Linked DNA regions of Mus musculus: all the other regions are linked to region 2. The links are chromatin contacts, called in public HiCAR-type maps. All regions are on one chromosome and are shown on one strand. Each heading gives the region's core, a stretch centred on a gene start, on an enhancer-like site or on the middle of the called end of the contact. The rest is flanking DNA. Distances are from core to core; before and after follow the strand shown. Region 1 overlaps Lamc1 (laminin, gamma 1). Region 2 overlaps Nmnat2 (nicotinamide nucleotide adenylyltransferase 2). Region 3 has its middle 21 kb from the start of Lamc1.

What was found. HiCAR-type assays count read pairs that join an accessible place to other places.
Region 1: a HiCAR-type map of fibro-adipogenic progenitors shows a contact between it and region 2, with 3 times the contacts expected there. The contact joins two enhancer-like sites. A contact is called at or near these places in 9 of 39 promoter capture datasets (the 3T3-L1 cell line, 3T3-L1-derived adipocytes, the C10 cell line and 4 more), 1 of 15 datasets of contacts at CTCF or cohesin (the NIH/3T3 cell line), 10 of 484 Hi-C or Micro-C datasets (the AML12 cell line, CD8 T cells, embryonic fibroblasts and 6 more), 4 of 115 datasets of contacts at active chromatin or transcription factors (embryonic stem cells and fibro-adipogenic progenitors) and 1 of 9 other capture datasets (adipose tissue).
Region 3: a HiCAR-type map of fibro-adipogenic progenitors shows a contact between it and region 2, with 8 times the contacts expected there. The contact joins two enhancer-like sites. A contact is called at or near these places in 1 of 15 datasets of contacts at CTCF or cohesin (the NIH/3T3 cell line), 2 of 484 Hi-C or Micro-C datasets (liver and uterus), 4 of 115 datasets of contacts at active chromatin or transcription factors (embryonic stem cells, extraembryonic endoderm stem cells, fibro-adipogenic progenitors and 1 more) and 1 of 9 other capture datasets (embryonic stem cells).

Annotation. Positions count from the first base shown.
Region 1 is chr1:153,314,269-153,319,063 of GRCm38.p6, forward strand. The region is part of intron 1 of Lamc1 (laminin, gamma 1); the gene reads right to left. Among named protein-coding and RNA genes, the nearest start is that of Lamc1, 16 kb to the right of the region's middle. Within about 2 kb of position 3,468, at least 56 of the 459 cell types and tissues checked have an H3K27ac peak or open chromatin away from gene starts, as enhancers often do. A contact at or near this core is called in adipose tissue, fibro-adipogenic progenitors and muscle stem cells, where this site is marked.
Region 2 is chr1:153,045,792-153,050,292 of GRCm38.p6, forward strand. All of the region lies in intron 1 of Nmnat2 (nicotinamide nucleotide adenylyltransferase 2), which reads left to right. Among named protein-coding and RNA genes, the nearest start is that of Nmnat2, 93 kb to the left of the region's middle. Within about 2 kb of position 2,505, at least 83 of the 459 cell types and tissues checked have an H3K27ac peak or open chromatin away from gene starts, as enhancers often do. A contact at or near this core is called in adipose tissue, fibro-adipogenic progenitors, muscle stem cells and 1 more, where this site is marked.
Region 3 is chr1:153,351,626-153,356,325 of GRCm38.p6, forward strand. No RefSeq gene overlaps it. Among named protein-coding and RNA genes, the nearest start is that of Lamc1, 21 kb to the left of the region's middle. Within about 2 kb of position 2,621, at least 27 of the 459 cell types and tissues checked have an H3K27ac peak or open chromatin away from gene starts, as enhancers often do. A contact at or near this core is called in fibro-adipogenic progenitors and uterus, where this site is marked.

The DNA of each region.
Region 1 (4,795 bases), core at 2,218-4,717, 270 kb after region 2:
CCCCCAAGATGGATCTGACATGGATAGCCTGGCGATTCAGGTGTGCATCAACCCAATAAGTAAGATCTCGGAGTCAAGGCAGGGGCTGAGAACCAAGAGTGAAACCATCACATTAAAAGGTAAATTCTGAGGCTAACAGACTGTAGGAGACAGAGGGCCTCCTGGGGGACTGTGTCTTCTCCCCATGGCAGGGAAGCTGGACCCACATCATCCCAACGATGGGGTTAGCTAAAGAAGACATGCAAAGAAAGCAGCAGCAACTAACAGGTTAACATGGATGGGGGAAATCTCAAGGCCCCACATCCAGATGAAGAACTGAAGGCAAGTAATGGCTGCTGAGAGTGGATGGGCCTTCTTCAAGGACAAGCACCCTAGCGGGTCACCCAATTCAAAGTGGCCAGTGCTAAACACATACATGTGGGTAACACTATAGAGCTCAGCAGCTTGTATTTATAAAGGTGTATATATAAAAATATTTTTAAAACAATAAACCATAAATTTGAGAGGGATTAGAGCAAAGAAAAACTCATGTATGAAATTCTCAAAAGTAAAGAAATTTGGGGAGTTGGCTTTCTTTTCTCTCTTTCTTTCTTTCTCTCTTTCTTTCTTTCTTTTTGTTGTTATTGGCTTTTCTGTTTGTTCATGGTTGTTTTGTTTTGTTGTTTGTTTTTTGAAACAGGGTTTTTTTTTTTTTCTGAGTAGCCCTAGCTGTCCTGGAACTCACTCTGTAGACCAGGCTGGCCTTGAACTCCTTAAACTCCTACCTCTGCCTCCCAAGTGCTAGAACCAAAGGCGTGCACCACCACCTCCTGGTTAATGATAAGTTTCAAATTAAAAAAATAAAAATAAAGTAAATTCTGCCAAGGCAGGGAGTGGAGGTCAGGCTGAGGTAGCAGGAGAAAAATGTAGGCTTTCCTTAGGAAGGAGGCTCTAGGAAGATCTAGGATCTTTAGGGCTCACTGACGATATGCCAGCTACTGTCCTCAAATGAGAAGAGATCTCTGAGGAAGACTCCACAAAAAGACCACCATGTGGGGGAAGTGGGTACTGCCACACAGGAGTTGGCAGGCACAGCTCAGGGAGAAACGTCGCTATGCACTGCTGTCTGCCAAAATCTGTTCTCATTGTCCTTGTCATAGCAGTGCAAATGATGTGCGCCACATCAGGTCTTAGTCTTAACACTTAAGACACACAGTTCTCAACAGTGTGCACCGATTAGGAGGCGAGAAGTGCTCATCCCTCAAAATCAACCGTAAACAAGGAAGGCCCTCTAAGGAATGGCAGATGAGGACCATAATCCCACATCCAGATAGCCCTGAACCACTCACCACAGACCCACCACATAAAAGAAAACCAGGTATCAATGTTTGGTAGATGACTTTCTTGTTGGGGTTCTTTGGTACAGGGGTCTAGTGCTATGCTATTGCAGAAGCTACACCACGTACTCCAACCTACCCCAGACATCCAACTCCAACCCTATCTAAAGGGAAACTCCATCTTGGGAAAACATAAACAAACCGCTGCTGCTTCTTGAGGTCATCTGTACACAGTGGTCACAGTGTCACAGAAGTCTCCATTGAATTCATTCATCCAACGAGCTTTTCTGAGTACAGACTGCCAGACAGAGGATACCAGGCTGTGTGTACACCAGAGACACAAAGCCAGTGGAGGAAGACAGTTAATAGCCCCTCGGTGCCGCATCATTTCACCCAGATTTTAAAGCTCAGATCCTCTCTCCCCCGTCCCCGAATTTTACAGTGTCTCCTGCATAATAGATATTCTAAATATTTCATAAGAGGGACTAAGAAATCACTGAGTTTATATTAGCATCGGAGTATTCATCTAATGGGGTAAATCCTGGCGACAGTACCACACCCCTCACCTCACAGGCCTGCAGCCTTTCCCCTCAAGTTCAGAATCAGATGAACTATAGATCTGGCATAACATAAAGACAAATACAAATACGATGAAGGAGAGTTTGAAATCAGTGGTCTTCCGGGAAGAGCTGAAACTCCACTAGACCTTTAGCAGCTGCATTTAGGGGGCAGTCAAGGGGGAAGAGAGCATCTCTGTGGTGTGCAGAAGCCCACTGTGACTGAAATGCAGAGCCAGGCACACAACCAGCACTGCCTCAGCTTCCACCTAAGAGGCCCAAAGCTCCTTCCCTTCACATCTGCATCACCTCCTGGTGCTTAATGGGCAGTTCTGCTCTGTAGCTTCCTAATTTCATTATTATGTAGAAGATAGCATTTAAATGGCTGGTCCTGACAAGTCTCTGATCAGAGGAGGCAAGAATCTCTATACAGGCTGGAGAGATGGCTCAGCAGCTAAGAGCACTGACTGCTCTTCCTTCCAGAGGTCCAGAGTTCAATTCCCAGCAACCACATGGTAGCTCACAGCCACCTGTAATGGGCATCTGATGCCCTCTTCTGGTGTGTCTGAAGACAGCAACAGTGTATTCATATACATATAAATAAATAAATCTTAAAGGTCACCAGACAGTTGCTTCTGAGAAGGCATTTATATGGACTGTCTTTGTAGTATTCATACGGACTGCTGACATCTCTGTAGGTAACTGGAGTTTCCGCGGTTCCCATGGTGTTTTCTGTTCTTGTCACAACTCTGTGTCCCAGGATTAGCATTAGGGATCTGTTGATAGGTTTGCTCTCCTACTAGACCACATTTTTCTTTCTTCTTCTCTTTGGTTCTTTGGTTATAGACTAGCTATGCAGCCCAGGCTGCCTGGAAGTCAAAATCCTCCCGCTACAATGATAGCCGTGCCGCCTAATTGTTTTTAACCTCCTATTCCTCAGGCACTGCTTAAAGCCATCTTTTAACCCGGTCGTCACCTCCAGTCACTCGTTCACCCCACATGCAGCTTCACTGCTGCTTCAGACAGGACACATCAGACTTTTAGATCCAAGGCACCCTGCGGCCAGAGCTGCCTTCCCGTTTGAAAGGCAAGAATGCCACATTCTTTTCTCTCTCTCTCTCTCTCTCTCTTTCACCTTCACTTCTATCTAATTTATTAAGGCTTAATATTTCCAATGCATAAGAAAAACAGCAAGTCCCACATAAAACATTCCACTGGTTGAGTTTCCAGCCTGTCTCAAGCTGTCAGATGTTCCCGCAGATGTCTACTGCCTAGGCTCATGAATGACCTTTCCTGTCTTGTCTTTTGTTTCTCTGTGCTTCCTTGAGATTTCCTGTTTGATTAGCCACACACTTGGGTGTTCAAGCTCCATGTGTCATTATTCACCATAAAAGGGACTGGGAAAGTAACCAGCCAGTTAAAACACAAAATGATGTAGTAACAAAAACAGCTGCATCTGAGAAGAAGGCCAAGGAGACAGTGGGGATCCAGGCAATCTGTAAATTTCAAAACCAAGACCCATTCAGTCAGGCATGGTTCACAGGCTGCTGACTGGGGCACTGGAGGCCCGTTTCATAACTGAAGCTCACCAGAGCCATGAATGAATCTGCTTTCCGTTACCTCTCAGCCACATCCTCGAGGCCGCCCCCACCCACAGTCGGCCTTAAGGGACTGAGACGGCTTCTCGGTCTCTTTCTCTCACAGAAAAGCCAATACCAACTAAAAGGCTTCCAGAAAAACGTTAACTTCCATTTTATTTCCCAATCTAAGAAACAGGTCCTCGGGCCCTTCCCTAAAGCAACCATGAAAGTCAAAGCAGGACAGATACAGACACAAGAACGGCAAGCACAGGCCGCCGCAAGTCCACATTCTCTAGACATCTGGAAGGTTTGTCTGTTTCCAGAGTCTCCCCTAGTCATGATCCACACCCACCACTGCCGTCTGGGCCAGCACAGCCCAGTTTTACACGGGATGTCATCAAAAACCAAAGCCTTCTCAAGATGACTACCAAACCAAGTGGTTCCCATGTCCACCACAGGTCAGTGCTAACTTCTATCTCGGCATGGGGTAAAAACCCTGACGACAGCAGTAAACATGCTTGAACTTCTAAAGTTGATAAAAGTAAACAAACTTTATCACAGCTGCATTACAGATGTTTCCATAAACTTTCATAATCTGTAAAATTCTAAGAATCTGTAATCTCTTGGGAAGTTTCTATTGCATGTGTTTATCTAAAATACTCACTATAAATTCCAACTCTGCATAGAAGTGATCTACAAAGTCAATCTGGGGCATGCGGTCTCCTGATCGCAACACTTTTCCCACGAAGTGGTCTTAAGGCATCTAACAAGCGTCATCAGTCCCCACCCCATAACCTTCATCCCAGCTTCTCCCCACATCCAACATGAACAACTGCAAGGAAAATTCTTAGGATGCTCGCTTGTATCAAATTATGATCTCATATTAAAACACAAGTCAAAAACTTAGCTGAGCGTGATGATGCACACCTTTAATCCCAGCACTCGGGAGGCAGAGGCAGGCCAATCTCCACGTGTTCAAGGCCAGCCTAACCTTCCCAATGAATTCCAAGCCAGCCAGTTACATGGTGTGACCCTGTCTTTAAAAAAACAAACATAGAACCTCAGGGGATGAAGAGAAGGTTCAGCAGCTATGAGCACTTGCTGCTCTGTCAAAGGACTCAGGTCCAGTTCCTAGCACCTACATCAAGCATCTTATTACTGTCTGTGACTCTGGTCCCAGGGGATTTAACACTGTCCTCTACCCTAGCCCCTAAAAGCATCAGGCTCACCAGTCACAGGTGAAGTCACTAGACCTATCAGACTATTTGATGTGATGAGCAGGAACACCTGAGAAACGCAGCTGAGCAGATTAACTACAAGCCTCAGGCAACCACACCACCAT
Region 2 (4,501 bases), core at 1,255-3,754:
GGGGGGGGAGCGGATAAAGGAAGAAGAGGAGGGCAAAGAAGGAGAGGAGAGGGTGAAGAGGAGAGGGAAGAGAAGAGGAAGAGGGAGGAGAAAGAAGCTAGGTCTCGTGTCTCATGTCTATAGCTGAGGCAGGGTTGCCTCCATTTGGGGTAAGCCAGGGCTATAGAGAAACAAAATAATGAGTGAAAGAAAAAAAAAAGAAAGAGGAAGAGAGAGAGAGAAGGAAGGGAGGGGTTATGACAAAGGAACTCTCATGAATATATGTGTGGTAACAAGAAATACAGATTGCTAAAGCCATAACCTTCCAAAAGAATACATTTACAAGAACATCCATCTAGGGTCCCTCTCTTCAACCCCAGGCTCACGACATCCTTGTTATTCACCCCTGTAGTGGAGGAGTATTGTTTCAAAGTATCTACTTAAGCCTCCCCATTTCCCCCTTTGAACACTTCCCCTGCCTGGCCCTCAAGTAACACCTCTTCCCATTGCAGGGTCCACTGTTCCCCGATCATCCTCAGCATCCCTTGCTGTTCAAACTGACAAAACACCAAAGGGATGCTCTGTTCAAACCAGGACACCGCTCAGCCCCTCCCCTCTCCTTCTCCGATACTGTCGCCTCATTCCAACTCCTAAATGCTCCCCCATCTCAGAAGGTTCGTCTCTGTCTTCTCCTGTTTCACTCTTGGAGTCTATTACTTCACCTCCTCTGGTAACTCAGAGAGTTGCTCTCCGAGGACATTAGTGCTGCTATTCTGTGGTCTCTCTTTCTCTCCTTTCTTCCACTCATTTGGCCAGAAGAAATCTATCCCAGCACGCCCATGATGGACAGAGAAGGCAAAGGGAGAAAATGGGGGAAGCCAGCGGGAGGAAGAAGACCACAGGAGCTTCCCAGCGACACAGCTGGGAGGCAGAAAGATGGGGAAACTCCCGCATAGGACCTTCAGGGATTACCTCCCCTCCCAGTCCCATGGGAGTCCCCAACGACTCTTGTCTGATGGGACAAGAATGTTCTGTTGATTCCCCATGTGGAGGACTCCCTTGTAGAATAGTGGGAGCAAAAGGAAAAAAAGACAAATGAAAGAAAAGAGAGATGGAGGGAGGAGGGAAGAGATGGAGGGAGGAGGGGGAGAAAGAGAGCTAGCACTGCTACCTTAGCAGGTGGAAGCAGGAGGCAGACAGGCCCATCCCCAATCCCTCCCCCCTCCCCCCACCCCCCTCTACCCCTGCCTCTGTGCTGGAGGCCCTGCTGAGAGGGGAGGCCTTGCCTGAGATACTCTTAGTGTCCTGCCCTGCTTCTGGTTCTCCTTGTGCCTCTGGAAAATCACCGTGATCCTTGGAGCTGGTAGACACGCGTGTATGCGCCATGTCAGTTCAGCCCGGCAACCGCTGGAGCAGGAGGCATTGCGTTGGAATGATCAGTTTAGAAAGTAAACTCCTCCAGGTTGAGCTTTCATAGAAATCCTAGTGTTCCCTGTGCTTGGTTTCCCACACTGGTGCATAGTAGGTGCTCAATGCTGATGCAATCTAATTGATGCAAGGTGATTTATTTTTTACAGGCAGGCCTCCAGAAGTCCAAAGCCAGGGCCATTTTCCCGTGGAAACAGACCAGACTCTATCTAACCTTGACTTCCAGTTCAGTATACCCACCGTGACAGTCCCAGGAAGGGCAGGGGCGCACACTCCCATATCTCCACAGAGATTGCCTGGCAGCAAGGGCAGTACAGAGGCTGTGTGTAGACTCAGTGTCACCCCTTCTATGGCCTTAGATGCAAGTCCTAAGGGCTGGAGAGATGGCTCCGTGGTTAAAAATGCTTACTGTTCTTGTGGGGGATCCAGTACTGACCTCAGAGGGCTCACACTGCCTTTACCTCCAGTTCCAGAGGATCTGAGCCCTCATTTGGCCACTGTGGTGTCTTATTAAGGTTTCTATTGCTGTGCTGAATACACCATGACCAAAATCCAAGTTGAGGAGGAAAGGGTTTATTTCGCTTACACTTTCATATCACTGTTTGTCATTGAAGGAAATCAGGACAGGAACTCAATCAAGGCAGGAACTGATGCAGCGGCCATTGAGGGGTGCTGCTTAGTGGCTTGCTCCCCATGACTTGCTCAGCCTGCTGGCTTATCGAACCCAGGACCACCAGCCCAGGGATTGCCCCACACCCAACTGGCTGGGTCTGCCTCCATCGATCACTAATCAAGAGAATGCCCTACAGCCGGATCCTATAGAGGCATTTTCTCAGTTGAGGTTTCCCTCCTTTCAGATATCTCGCTGTGTCAAGCTATCATAAAACTGCACAGCACAATGGGTACCTGCACTTACATACACAACACTCACCCCGGCCCCACACAGACGTACAGATACGATCTTCTGTTTGTTTTTGTTGTCTGAGACACCACACCCTCTGCTGGGCGTCTATCAAGGGAAAGAATAGATGGAGGCCAGTAACTGGGTTTCTTTGGTGTGTGTCTCACCAGGGCACAGCAGATGGAGCCCGTGGCCTCCGGCTCACTCCAGGCAGGAAGGATGCTGGGCTTTTCCCAAGGAGAGGGGGTTGTGTAATGATCCCACTGCCTTGGCCTCCCTGACCCCGCCTTTGGCTTCCAGAGACTCCGTGCCCTCAGAAATTCCGCCCACTGCTCTCTTTAGGGGATTTCCTTTCTCAGGGAGAACAAAATGACCTCTTTTGGTTTTTCAAAAACTGCCTGGGAACGAGTTTCCCAGAGCTGACCTAACTCTCGGCAGACGACTCAAATGGAGTCCTTTCTTGTGAGCCTTGCCTCTGCGGCCCTGGTCTCCACTCCCACCCACAGAGGCCAAGTCTCTCCTCTAACCTGGGTGTTTCTCCTTCAGACATGACTGAGGTCTGCCAACAAGAGAGAGTGTCAGGCTGGACGCCCAGAGGGGCTAGATAGCTAGGCCACAGAACCACTAGTTACCTTAAGGCCCAGGGAACAATGGCTGGCACATTAAATTCTTGTTGTTATTAGTCCGGTTCCAGTGAATGATGGCATGAGCCGTACATGTATATGTATAGGGGTGTGTGTGTGTGTGTGTGTGTGTGTGTGTGTGTGTGTATGTACAGATATGTGTATATGCAAGTGCCTGAGATCTGGTGTCTTCTCAGTGGATTTCATGTGTGTATGTGTATGAATATATATGTGTATGTGTAAATAAATATATATTTATATATAATTTAAACATATAAAATATATACATAAATTTATATAAACATATCAATGCATAAATTTATATAAATACATAATTGTTTGTTTAAATTTATATAAATATTTATATAAATATAGGTAAATATATAAAGATATATATTTCTTTTTTCTTTTCTTTTTTTTTTTTTTTAAAGATGAGGTCTCTCACTGAACCTGGAACGAGCTCCAGGTATCCTCCTGGTTCTTTCTCTAGCCACTGCAGTCTCTTGTCTCTGAGCCTTCTCTTATCTTTTAATAAAGAAAGAGGAAAACAGAGTCAACTTTCCTCGGTTTCTTCACTTCCCAAGGCTTGCACAAAGCTGGGTATGATGGTCTATGTCTATAATCCCCAGTACTTGGAAGCAAGAAGATTAGGAGCTAAGCTACATAGCAAGTTTGAGGCCAAAAAAAAAAAAAAAAAAAAAAAAAAAAAGTATGTGTTTTTCAGGGAAGACTTAGCATACAAGTCTACTTGTGGTTACTGTTGGGCTCCTACTCAGCAGGAATTAAAGGCTGGGGCACAGAGACGGGCACTGCACACGTGCCAAATCTGAGTTCCAAGAGAATTGGCTACTTTGGATTTCCAGCAGATCTTGAAGGATGTGTGAGAAATTGCTTGGTTTAATCAGTGTTTGCTTAGTGTCAAACCTATCTGAAATGTCCTGATAAGGGCTTGGGGGTGGGCTTTGTTTGGGGTGCATAAGGCAATAAACTGGAGGAGGTGCAGTTCCTGCCCTTCAGAAAACTGGCAGTACCCCACACCCCTGGACAGTCTTTCACACACCCATGCCTGGCCAGCTCTGAGGCCTGGGGGATGCCTGGTGCTGCATCAGCCTTTGGAAGCAACCTGGGGGTGTTGTTCAGCTCAGCCTATGATCTGATCTCCATAGACAGGAAAGAGATTGTGAGGGGACGGGGAAGGAGAGCAGGCATGCATGCAGACACACATGCCTATGTGTGGTATGTGGGGTGAATCTGCTCCCTTTTCAAGCTGAGAGGTCTAGAGTGGAGGAAGAGGCCAACCCTCTCCTCTTGCTCACAACACACAGAGCAACCACTGATCTCAGTAGGGAGTCGCAGCCACAGTAATGCCCCCCCCCCCCAGTGACACAGACACTTGGCTTGCCACCCACGCCCTCTTCATCGTTCACATGACTCCTGTGACCTCTGCCAAAATGAATACCAGATTCCAGGAAAGAAAGCTCCTGGGAACCCGAACCTGTGGAGTTGGAGGGGAGTCCAGTGATGTCACTACCGCTGCTACATGCACATCAGAAGCGTCCCAAGGAGAGGA
Region 3 (4,700 bases), core at 1,371-3,870, 310 kb after region 2:
GGTGATGTACTTCCTCCAGCAAGGCTGAGCCACATAAACCTCCCTAAACAGCTCTACCAACCTGGAACTGAGTGTTCAAATACCCGATGCTATGAGGATGTCTTAGTTAGGGTTACTAGTGCTGTGATGAAACACCATGACCAAAGCAACTTGAGGAGAAAGGAATTCATTCAGCTTATGATTCCACATCACAGTTCATCATCAAAGGAAGTCAGGACAGGAACTCAAGCAGGGCAGGAACCTGGAGGCAGGAACTGATGCAGAAGCCACGGAGGGATGCTGCTTACTGGCTTGCTTCCATGACTTGCTCAGTCTGGTTTCTTATGGAACCCAGCCCAGGGAAAGTCTCACCCACAATGGACTGGGCTCTCCTACATTGATCACTAAATAAGAAAATGCCTTACAGCCCGACCATATGGAGGCCTTTCCTCACTTTGAGGCTTCCTCCTTTCAGATAATTCTAGCTTATGTCAAGCTGACAAGACAGGGGAATATTATTCATTCAAACCACCACAGGGAGTTTGTTGACACCATTGGAGTGATTATTTAATTATATGGGGACTTCCTTCACCAAGTAGCCATACTTGTGCTGGAATTTGAAAGTACCTTAGAAGTTATCCATTGAAGAAAGCAGATGCAAGTCCCTCTGGAGAAATATCATGAGAAGAGACACTAAAAAATAAAAACCTAGAGAGACTGCAGATGTCTAGGGAATGGCGAAAAGAAATTGGCAGTTACAGGAGAGAATTTTCAAGGAAGTAGAATAAAATAAGATTATGAACTGGGCACCTGGGAGGCTGAGACTCAAGTCTGAGGCTAGCCTGGGCTACATAGTAAGATCCAGGTCAGCCTGACCTATTAGAAGACTCTGCTCCAAAAACAGTTCCTGAGCTGGCCAGCCTTTTGTTCCAGCACTCAGGAAGTAGAGGCAGGTAGGTCTCTGTGAGTCTAAGGATAGCCTGGTCTACATACCAGGGCTGCATAGGGATACCTGTTTAAAAACAAAACAAAACAACACAACAACAACAACAACACCAGTTCCCAACCTCATAGTCTCAAAGCAGCTGGCCACTTCCCAAGTCTGACCCTGCCTTCAAAGCCATGGAGTGGACACTGTGCAAGTGATAGAGTGCTTGCCTGGCAAACACAGAGCCCTGGGTTCAGTCAGCAGTACCCCACAAACTGGGTGTGGTGATACCCTGGTAATCCCAGCACTGAGAAGGTAAAGGCAAGAGGAGTGGGAGTTCAAGACTACCCATGATGGTACAGCAAGTTCAAGGCCGGCCTGGGCTACCTAAGAGTCTATCTCAAAAAAGAAAGAAAGAAAGAAAGAAAGAAAGAAAGAAAGAAAGAAAGAAAGAAAGAAAGAAAGAAAGAAAGAAAGAAAGAAAGAAAGAAAGAGAGAGGGGGGAGGGAGGGAGGGAGGGAGGGAGGGAGGGAGGAAGGAAGGAAGGAAGGAAGGAAGGAAGGAAGGAAGGAAGGAAGGAAGGAAGGAAGGAGAAGGAAGAAAGACCTTGAAATAAATACTTAAGTTTGTTATGGAAAACAACAAAACCCTCATTCTCTGAGGAAACACAGACATTTAATGGTAGCAAGGAAAGATTCCTGAGACACCCCCCCCCCAATCCGTGAGGATTTGTAGACCATCACTGGTTGCTAGGGGAGGGAGAGACTGTCTTCAATAGTGTTGCTAGTGGCAAAATACCTATGCTCCTGTAAATAACCTCTCACCCATACTCCTGTGAGCAACTCTGATGGGGGGGAAAAGGCACAAATGTGGGAGGGATCTAGGAATAAAGAAAAAGAGATTAGTGGGATGGGGAGGGACATGAGAGGGTAACAGGGGTGAATATATTTGAAACATATTATGCACATGTATGAAAATGTCATAATGAAACCCATTATTAGGTATAATTGATATTTACTAACAAAAACTTAAAACATCAGGAGTAGTGTCACATGCCTTTAGTCCCAGCACTAAGAAAACAGAGGCAGGAAGATCTCTGTGCAGTCGAGACTGGTTTGATCTGTATATTGAGTACCTGTCTTAGAAAAATCAAACAAAGGCAAAGATAGCTATAGGTTATTTTTAAATATACAAATAACTCTGTTAAACTGGTGAGGGAAAATGGCCAGAAATAGAGAGGAGGCAGGAAAGGCACCTAGGGGACTGTCATCATAGAGAATAGAGGCAGAGAGGCGGTGGACTGATGGCAGGTTCGTTACACAAGAGAGGAGGAGGTACCGCGACCGGACAGACACAGGAAGGTGAGGGAGACGGAGCTTGGAGCTTCCGGAATGAGCTCGAGGTTTTCAACTCAGCTCCGGGGATGTTGATGCTATTAACAAGGTCTGAGGGACAGGACAGTCTCTGGGGCAGACATCGGGGAGAAAATAACTATATCCACGCTTAGAAATTCAAGTTCCCGGATTGTCATTAGCTAGAACCAATCTATAACTGAGTAGCAGCAATATTCCTTCTTAAAAAAGAAGCCCTTGTGAGCGGAAGCAGGGATTTTATTGTTGGCTAAAAGAAAGCCCCTGTCTTTGAGTCTCAGCCCAGCCTCGCCTACCCACTGGATCCAATGTGCTCAGACCATGGAAACATCTGGAGTGGCCACGTTTCCTTACTGAGGCCAAAACAAGTTAAGTGGTGTGCAGCTTTGTCTCACCTCCGCCCTGCATCTCTCCTGGGAGGATGCAGCCCGTGTTTACTGAAATAATGTGCAGGAAACAAAGATAACACAGAAAGTAGGTTCTGGAGGCCCTTCAGGATCGATTTTCAAAATAATTCATAAAAAAAAAGTTAACATAATTGACTGTTTTGTATTCAAGACTGGCTTCATTGTCCTCAAATACACTTTTAAATATTTTTAATATATTCGTGAATTAATTCAGCTTGCAGAGAATTGTTCTGTAATAAGAAAAGATAATTGCTAGATGGTTGGATTTTTTTTTTCCCTTCAGTGACTGACTTTATAACTTTTGGCAAGTCACTTGACCTTTTGACAGTGAGGTCCTCGATTGTGAAACAAGGAAAAGAATGTTTAACTCTTAGAAGAATAGTATCAGGGCTTGTTCAATCAAAGGCTCTGAAATAAGCCTGTGCCCTTGGGGAGAAGGTATTCACAAACACTGAGTTTGAATAATTAGTACTATTTCTTTTGAATAGAATAATTTGCTGTCTTTATGGTGAGCAACCCTCCATTGTACATTGTTGCAGAAGATAAAAAAGGAAAAGAAATATGATCCTTCCCTTCAAGGAATTCCCTATCTCAGGAGGAAGACAAACAATGAACTCATAAAGGAGTGCAATTTCATAAATGGCCAAGGGAAATACTAGAAGAAAAAAAAGAGGGGGAAAAAATCTCAGTTTGCCTGCTGGCTGGAGATGCAGCTGGCTTAGCATGGCCTGAGAACTAGGTTCAATGGAAGCACGGGGAAGTTACCTGAATTAACTGCTTTACAAAAACATCCAGGGCTTCCATTGACTCTTCTCTCAATGAATAACTTCAACAGCTTTCTCTCCATGCATGCTGCGTAAGGAAAGACGTGGCTTTCCTGTTGAATATTTTATTTATCACAAGGAAGTGATGTCTGAGAGAACTGGCCTGGATCTAAACCACTTACATTTAATTACTGATGTGTGACTTGGGCAAGCTCCTTAGTCACTTAATGAGACTTCTTCGTCTGTAAAATGGGATGGGTGGTAGCATTCTGTGGAGGGACTGAAAACTGCAAGCACTAAAAGTACTTAGAAGTGGCCGCTGCTGAAGTGCCCAGGAGAAGTGCACACCGGCACATGGGTGTGTCTTTCTCTCAACTTCTCTCTGTCTTATCCTTCATGCTCAAGTCTATGCTAAAATCTCCTCACTATAAACTCCACCAGTGCTTCATTTAAAATGAGGAAAAGTGCCTTTGGGGCTGGTACAGGCTCTGTTCTGGAGTTGGAATCCCAACTCACGACTGCCAGGAAGGCTAGTTGCAGGGAGGGAGCCCCAACACTCTGGCCTCTGTGGGTACTTGCATTCACACACACACAGAATATTTAAAAATAAAAAATGTTGAAAATGGTTGGTACAAGCAGCAGAGGAACAGGAGTTAAGAAAGGAAAAATTCCTGTCATGTCTTTAGTGAGCTTGAGGTTGACTTGGCCTGAAGATAAACAGGTCTTGACATCATATCTGTCCGTCACGTCATTGACCTCTCTTTGTCTCTGTCTCTGTCTGTCTGCCTGCCTGCCTCCCTCTGTCTCTGTGTGTGTGTCTCTCTGTGTGCATGTCTGTGTGTCTGTGTGTCCCTCTTCTGTTTGAGACAGGAGGTTCTTGCTATCCAGACTGAGTCTCCTGTCTCAGCTGGGATTCCAGGCCTAATGCACAGCTGTCGTTTCATTAAGGGGTCAAATCAATAAAAGGAGGCTTCTCACGAGCTCCTGTGTATTTGGTGGATACATGTCTCCTATGGCAACAAGCTGAGAGTACCAGAAATAGTTTATTCTCCCTGATAGAGAGATGGAACAGATGCTGCCCACCAGAAGCACTGTACTGTGCTCTCACCAGTTTGCGTTGTCCTGTGGGTCAGAAGGCTTCTGGACTCCAGTGATCGAGATGTAGCAGGACATCCTCTATAAAAGGAGATCTCACTATGCCTGGAAACTGCCTTGAGAAGACAGAACATACTTGGTGGTTAACGTGTGCCTT